Regions from separate parts of the Sus scrofa genome. Here region 1 is linked to region 2. A link is a contact called in public HiChIP or PLAC-seq data. All regions are on one chromosome and are shown on one strand. Each heading gives the region's core, a stretch centred on a gene start, on an enhancer-like site or on the middle of the called end of the contact. The rest is flanking DNA. Distances are from core to core; before and after follow the strand shown.

What was found. HiChIP or PLAC-seq counts read pairs in DNA pulled down with a chosen protein or histone mark.
Region 1: a contact with region 2 is called in an H3K27ac HiChIP or PLAC-seq map of alveolar macrophages. The contact joins the promoter of SHARPIN here to the promoter of BOP1 in region 2. A contact is called at or near these places in 1 of 5 promoter capture datasets (liver), 3 of 47 Hi-C or Micro-C datasets (heart right ventricle, liver and skeletal muscle) and 2 of 2 datasets of contacts at active chromatin or transcription factors (alveolar macrophages and skeletal muscle).

Annotation. Positions count from the first base shown.
Region 1 is chr4:599,136-602,917 of Sscrofa11.1, reverse strand. It overlaps SHARPIN (sharpin), which reads right to left and starts at 2,220. Exons shown (of 9, transcript XM_003125446.6): 1 at 1,640-2,220; 2 at 1,186-1,360. The coding sequence starts at 1,837. It overlaps MAF1 (repressor of RNA polymerase III transcription MAF1 homolog), which reads left to right and starts at 2,398. Exons shown (of 8, transcript XM_003125444.4): 1 at 2,398-2,818; 2 at 3,576-3,702. The coding sequence starts at 3,620.
Region 2 is chr4:485,062-488,747 of Sscrofa11.1, reverse strand. It overlaps BOP1 (ribosome biogenesis protein BOP1), which reads right to left and starts at 2,186. Exons shown (of 16, transcript XM_013988007.2): 1 at 2,046-2,186; 2 at 898-1,053. The coding sequence starts at 2,135. It overlaps HSF1 (heat shock transcription factor 1), which reads left to right and starts at 2,283. Exons shown (of 13, transcript NM_001243819.1): 1 at 2,283-2,562. The coding sequence starts at 2,446.

The DNA of each region.
Region 1 (3,782 bases), core at 971-3,470, 110 kb before region 2:
GAGAATAGACTTGTGGCTGCCCGACGGGAGGGGGAGGGAGTGGGAAGGATCGAGAGCTTCGGGTTATCAGACACAACTTAGAAAGATTTTCAAGGAGATCCTGCTGAGTAGCATTGAGAACTATGTCTAGATACTCATATTGCAACAGAACAAAGGGTGGGGAAAAAAAATGTATGCATGTAAGAGTAACTTGATCCCCATGCTATACAGTGGCGGAAAAAAGAAAACAAAAGAAAAAAGTTCGCTTCAAAAAAGAAAAAAATTTTTAAAAAGAAAAAAATTTAAAAAAGAAAGAAAAAATAAAGTTTGCTTCATACTTGATCTCTGAGGCCTTAAAAGAGTGCTTAGTGGTGCTGAATACACGCCTGGTGAGTGAACGAGTGAATGAATGAAAGAAAAAGGCCCTTCTCCCTCCGCGGATGATGTTGTCTCGACCTCACTTCCCCTCAACGTGTGCTCTTCTTCCCACCCCTCGCACAGCTCTTCTGATGCATCTGTGGACTCTCCCTGACGCACCGTGTGCCTGCCGGACCCGCTTCTTGTCACATTTTGCTCTCTCTTAGTGACCTTGGTTGACCTTTTCTACCCCTAGCCTCTACCTCTTCCAAGCCTGGGCTCCAGCCCAGATCCACCTCCCTCCCTTCCCTCCCATCTGTTCCAGAACTTGACACCTCCAGGCCCTCCAGACAGGCCCTCTGGCTACAAGCTCCAGTGTCTGGTCCTCGCAGCTTCCTGGCTCAACCACTAACTCTATCTTTTAAACCTCCATGAAACCCAGCCAGTCCGTTTCCTAAGCATCGCTGGAAACATCCTCCTTCTCTCCAGCCCTACCTGTTGGCACTCACATACATTCAGACCTCACCCAGTCTTAGGTAGCTTGAATCGCGGCTGTCACTCTACTGCTGAATAGCTTCCCATTGCTTCTGACAGTCTAGCTCCTCACCCAGGTCCCGAGGGCCCGCCTGCTCTGCCCTCTGCACTTGCCTGGGACCCCAAGCGCCAGCTCTTTACTTTCTCCCTCCTGGGTATCTCCCCAGAACCTCAGCAGTGGGTAAGGAGTGTCTAGCTTTCCCACTAATCACTAAGTCCCCTACCCAGGCCTGGGGGACTGGGCTACTGCGATTTTCTCCTAGCACTGACACAGTCTCTGGCCAATCAAATGAATCTTCGATCCAGGGCACTGACCATTCTGTCCTTCCATGGTGGCACTGCGGACCAGGGCTGCCCACCGCTGAGCTTCCTGCGGATCCGTGAAGTGCAGGCCGAGGGTCCCAGGCCCTCCTGGTGGAGGCTGCAGCTCATGCTGGCTGGGGCCTCGGACGTTGTAGTAAACTGACTCCAAGGGCCACTCCAAACCTACCTGAGGAGGGGGAGAGTCCGGGCTCAGTGCCTCGCCCCCAGCGCACACTGCAAGATGATCAAAAGAACACGAGGTAACGTGTGTAGACCACTGACACTGCCCTAAGCCCTTTACTCGTATTATCTTATGAAACCTCCTCAGTCGTCCTATGAAGGGAGGTACCAGCGTTACCTCCAGTCTACGGGCGAGTAAACAGAAGCAAGGAAAAAAACCGCTCCCGGGCGCTGCTGGCGAACGGAAGGACCTGGCCCCCGCGGCTCCGCGGCTGCTCCCACTCACCGCCCCGTGTCCCGCGCCCAGCAGCTCCAGCCGGAAGCGCCCCGGTCGCTCGGGGTCCGCGCTCAGCTGCAGCCTCCGCAGCTGCGCCTCGGCGTCCGGCCCCGCGCCCAGCGGCCTCACCGCGGCGTGCACGGCCAAGAGCACCGCCGGCGAGCCCGGGTCCGAGGAGGCGGCCGCGCCGCCCGCTGGAGGCGCCATCTCCGGTCCGACCTCGGCCCGGCCCCCTGAGCCCGCTTCCGTGGCCTCGGGGGGCCGAGCGCCTCCGCCGGCCGGAAACTGGAGCCGCGAGCCTGGGGTTCCGGGCGCCGCCAAAGCGTCGGAGCCCGACCCGCCCGCTTCGCCCAGGAAGGACACGGCCGAGGGTCTCCGGATTCGGGAGGGCGAGACTGGGCCTGGAGGCCCGTACCCGGGGCAAAGTGTCAAGGATGAAAACACTGGCCACGACTGGAAGGCCCCAAAGGGTCGGGCGGGGACTGCAGCACAGAGGTCCGCGTCTGGCTGAAGCCAGACACCGCTCCCAGGCCCCTTCTAGCCGACCTCCAGCCGCGGGCCCCGCCTCCCGGTCCTGCCCACACCTCACTAGTCCGCAAGCTCCTCCTGGGAACCCCGGCAGCCACCTGGGGCGGAGCCGGCGGGGGTCGTGGCCAATGAGCGCCAGCGGGGAAGGCGTGTTCGCACGGCGGAGAGGATGATGGACAGGCGCCACAGCCAGTAGGAGCATAAGACAGGACTGAGCGGCGGGTAAACCCCCGAATGGCTGTGCGAGCTCCCGATCCCGGCGGCTGGAGCGGGCCATTCAGACGCGTGGGGCCGGACCTGGCGGACGCTTGTTGTTGTCCGGCCCGGGGAGGCAGAGGTCGTTCGCTCGCCTGCTCAGGCCTTCTGTGGCGGTCGGCGGGCAGGTCGGTCGCGATAGTCGGGCGCCGTACAGGGGCGTGGCTATGTCGCGGTGGCAGCCCGGATGGGCCGGCAGGGCCGGGAGTAACGGGACGTCGCCGCGGAGCTTCTTCCCCCGGATACAGTGCGGCCCGAGAGGAGGCCGCGGCGCCGCCCTCCGGTCCTGAGGAGCTCGCGCTGTCCGGGGCCCGCACCGCCTTCTCACCCGCACCGACGCCTATCGACCTGCCCTGTCTGGCCCGGTCCGACCCGGCCCAACCGGATTGAGCGCAGCGCAAGCAGGTAGGCGAACGCCCCTGTGCCCGGCGCCGACTCGGCGGCTCCGGAACTACAGCCCCCAGCAGGCTTTGCGTTGGCGCGCGTGCGTGCGTCTCGAGGCGCACGGCTTCCTGGGATTTGTAGTTCGCGTGGCTAGACTGGGGTTCCCCTTAGACCCGGCCGACCCGGGAGCGCCCTAGCGGCCCCGCTGACAAGCCCTTGGGGGGTCGTGGGGCCTCCCTCTGCTCCCCGGCGTCCTTGGGGAGTGAAGCAGGAACTCATGGGTTTTTCTCTCCCCCTTTGCTAGAAGGCAGCCTGTAGAATAGGGAAGAGCGCCGCACCCAGGTGGCCCGCAGGGCCGAGCCCCTGGTCTCCTGGTTCCGAACCGGCTGCGGGTTCTTTACCTGGCTGAGGAGCTTGGCTGGAGGAGTCTCGTTCCTTCGCAGGCTCACAGTGCCCCCCTTGGTGGGCGGGGCTCTTCAGTTCGAACGGGGAGTCTTGGAGCAGACACTAAACCAGCATCCCCAGGGTGCACAGGATCCCCCATTGGTCCCCCAGCCTGGCCCAAGAACTCCTGTGAAGTGCAGGAGGTGTGGCTGCGGTGGGCCTGGACTTGCCAGTCTCAGTGAAAGGGCATCTGTTCCCTCCACCAGTGCTGAAGGCTTGGGAGCAGGCTGCAGGAGGAACCCAGCTTGTTTATGGTGGTGCCACTCAGTGGGAGGAGGGCCCGAAGGTGGAGCCTCAAGGGCCAGATACCCACAGACTGACCTTCCATCCCCAGGCAGCACGAGCCCCCCGAAGCACAGGACCCTCCGCCCCAAGGACATGAAGCTGTTGGAGAACTCCAGCTTCGAGGCCATCAACTCGCAGCTGACCGTGGAGACGGGAGATGCCCACATCATTGGCAGGTGAGGCCGGGGCCCGGGGCTGGCGTTGCAGAGCTCATGCCGCGCTGGCTCTGACCTGACCTGGGGGTGGCGTCCTCTAT
Region 2 (3,686 bases), core at 937-3,436:
GTTTAAGCATTTAAGCTCTTGGACCCTTAAGGACCTTTCATTTTAAAAGAGGAAAAAGATCCAGCAAGATAATATAAGAACGGCGGTCCCCACCTGGAGCAAAGACGCAAACAGGAACTTCCATCCTTTACTAAACAGCACTCGTGTCGGATTTCATTTTTTGTCAAACAGGAACCATTTTGCCATTTTAAAAAGTTAAAAAGAAGGGGGACGATGGCTGCCCAGAATCCCACGGACCACGGGCAAGGCTTGGGTCATCTTCCGTGCACCAGCGTGACAGTTAAAGCCTGAATGGGGAGAGGACCTAAATCTGACTTTAAATCTTTTCTTCCTAAGAACCAGAGCAAACAAGCATGTTTTTGGGTTTCCATCCCAGTCCTAAATTCTAGAACACCAGGGCTGTGGGGAGCATAAGGAGGTATAAACTTTTTCCTGGGTGTCCCAAACGACAGACATCACACTTGAGTTAAATCAAGCTTTTCTCTCGCGTTTCTCACTTAAAACAAGAGTGGGATGAGCCTTCCCCAGCGTCACAGCGACAGATTACAAAGCCTCGGGGTTGGGGGGTGGGGACCAGAGCGCCCCCAGCTGCCCCAGGCGGCCCCCAGCACGCAGATCTCCACCTCAGGCTTTGCCCCCTAGGAAACCCAGCCTCCAGCTAAGTCTAGCAAAGACTCAGCCCGGGAAGGGTGACATCAGAATCACGGTGGGTGGCTCACAGCCATGGAGATTTTCCGGGTTCCTACTGCGGTTGAAAACTGGTGCCCTAGGGCTCAGAACCCCCCCCCCCCGCACCAGAGGAAAGAGAAAGCAGAGCCCGCGAGCTGGCAGGCACTCTCCCGGCCACCCGCCCGGAGAGCGAGGACGAGCACACCAGAACACTGCTCGCTCACCCACCTGCTGCCCCGTGGCCTTCTCCATCCTGCTGTGCTGCTCCTCGCCGCTGGCCCCGTCCTCCTCCTCACTGCTGTCACTGCCAGAATCTTCCAGGCCTGAGAACACACTCTCCTCGCTGTCAGACAGGCTGGGAGCCGGGGCGCCGGGGAGAGAGGGCTGCAAGGAGCACACTGTCGGTGACCAGCTCTGTGTGGCGCAGGACCAGAGCTGCTTCTGAGCAGACTTCTGCCCACCAGACACCACCCCGGCCCTAACTCCACCAGACAGGGTGCACGGTGGAACAAGAACCTGCAGACTCTTAGCAAGCATTCATTGGAAGGCAAAATTCTAGATTTCATTGTTTTTCAATAGTTCCTGAGTCTCTCGCCAAACTGGACAGCCTGCACGGAGCAGCTACCAAACAGCACTCAGCACACACTCTATCGTGCCTAACTAGCTACACAATTACAACGGCAAGTAAAAATGGCACAAATGTTTTGGGCACAAACACAAACAGCCGCTGATGAATACAGAGGCAAAAGCACTACAAGTGGGTGAGCATGGTGCCCAGAGCTGCCTGCCGGCCAGGGAGCACCACGAGCACTTGTCACAAGTGAAGGGGCAGCCTGATAAACCAGCAACGTGGAGTCCCAGCTGCGAGGCTCGACTGCACAAGCCTGCTATGGCTTTCTACCACCGAGATTTGATGAGATTTGATGACACCCCCACAGCGCGGCTGGGGTTCCGCTGGACAGGAAGAGCATGAGTCCAGCTAAAACGGGCCGTCCAGTGCAGCAGGCGCTGCTTTCTCATCCTCGTTTCCTCTTCTACAACGTCTAACGTGTCAGGAACATTTGGCTATACAAGCAGCTACTGCAGGCTCAAATCTTCTGCGCCCAGATGACAATTCAAAGGCCCAGGAAGACCGCTGCGCAGGACGCCGGCTCTCCTTCCTTATTCTCTCCGGCCCAGACCTTCTTCCGACCCACACAACCGCCAGCCAGCTCCCTGCCCAGGACGCCCCCGCAAGGCCGCCGGGGCGGAGGACAGGAGACCCCTCCCTCCTCGCATTCCCAGGCCCGCCGGGCGCTGGGCGGGATCGCTCCCCGGCCGGTGCCGCGGCCCAGCCCCGCCGCCCCCCCCCGCTCCCGCTCCCGCTCCCGCGTCACCTCCTCCGGCTCCCGCCCCGGCTCCAGCATCCGCTTCCCGGGCCGCGTCCCGGCCACCGCCACGCGCCGCGCGCCCTGAGGTCCCGCCATGCCGCCCGCCGGTCTGCCCTGCGCCGCCACTTCCGGCAGCGACGCGACCGCGTGGGCCTGGGGGCGGGCCCGCGGGGTCAGAGGGCGCCGGGCGGGACGGGGGCCGGTGTGCGTGCGCGCGCCGTGGGACGCGGGCGGCGCCGGCGGGAGCGCGCCCGTCGCAAGATGGCGGCGGCCATGCCAGGCCCCGGGGCCGTGTGTGCGCAGCGGGCGGCGGCGCGCGGCCCGGGCGGCAGGCGCGGCAGCGGCGCTAGCCCGGCCCTCAGCCCCTCCTCGCGGTCCCGCCTCCGCCTCTCCCACCTTGCCCGGTATGGATCTGCCCGTGGGCCCGGGCGCGGCGGGGCCCAGCAACGTCCCGGCCTTCCTGACCAAGCTCTGGACTCTCGTGAGCGACCCGGACACGGACGCGCTTATCTGCTGGAGCCCGGTGAGGGGCCGAGGGCGCCGGCCCGGGGCGGGGAGGCCGCGGCGCGGGGGCCCAGGACGGGCAGGCCCGGACCCCGCCTCGCAGGCCCGGTGTGGGGGTGGGGAGCAGGGGGTAGTGCGGGGAGAAGCGTCGCAGGCCCGCTGGAGGTCGCTCCTGTCCACGCCGCTCTCCCGCGTTGGGTAGGAAGGGCTTCTGCCTCCGTGGGCTTGCGCTTGCTGCCTGTGGGACGACTGCGGGACGCGTCTGTGCTTAGAACAGCCCCCGGCTTCGCTAGTGGACGCTGGGCCCCGGTGGCCCCAGAGTTCCAGTGGTGTGGTGGGCAGTTATTCAGGGTAAATCAAGTCTCGGCCCTGGAACTGGAGGGCGTTTCTCTAGTTCGAAAGGAGAGGGAGCGAAAACAGAAAGCACAACGTCATAAAGTTCAGGCTGGTCTCGAGCCCGGGTCCAGATCCCAGAGCTGCTTTCCCAAGAGCGACTCGTGTTTCTTGCTCTGTGCGCGACTTTATTCACGCCCTGTCTCCCGTTGCCTGGCAGCGGGCAGGTGATTTACATGGTCTGACTCCGCAGGCTGGACAACTCCAGTTTGCGGAGGTTGGACTTGGAGATGGACGTCCTGGCTGTGACGTCGAGGTGGGGCAGGTCGGAGCCACGGCTCGCGGCTGGCAGGGGGGTGGCCTAGGCCACCGTAGTCGTAGGCAGGCTCCGGGCGCCTCCAAACGTGCTTACTCTCCTGAGCGCCCAAACGCTGGATTTCTTGGACCCCACTGAGTTGTTGCCTGTCATCCTGCTGAGCCCTTGGAAAGGAAGAGCAGTCTGGGCTGAAAGGAGCCCAGAGCTGGAGGCCACGTTCTCTCGTTCCACTTGTCCCTTTGAGGAGACCAGAAACCGTGCTGCATTCCCTTGGGGACACTGTGTGTTGTCCCAGCAAATATCCATGTGGCGTTCTCCATCCCAGGCCCTGTTTCTTTAACGGTGGGAACCACCCCTTGTTCCAGGCCTTGAACTTTGCCGGCCAAATGAAATGACCCCATTTTTCTGTCTTTTTCCCTTCTCCCTCTTCTTGTCCCTTCCCCGTAACTCCCGTTTGGGGGAGGGCACCAGAGGTCCTTTGGGATGAACCTACT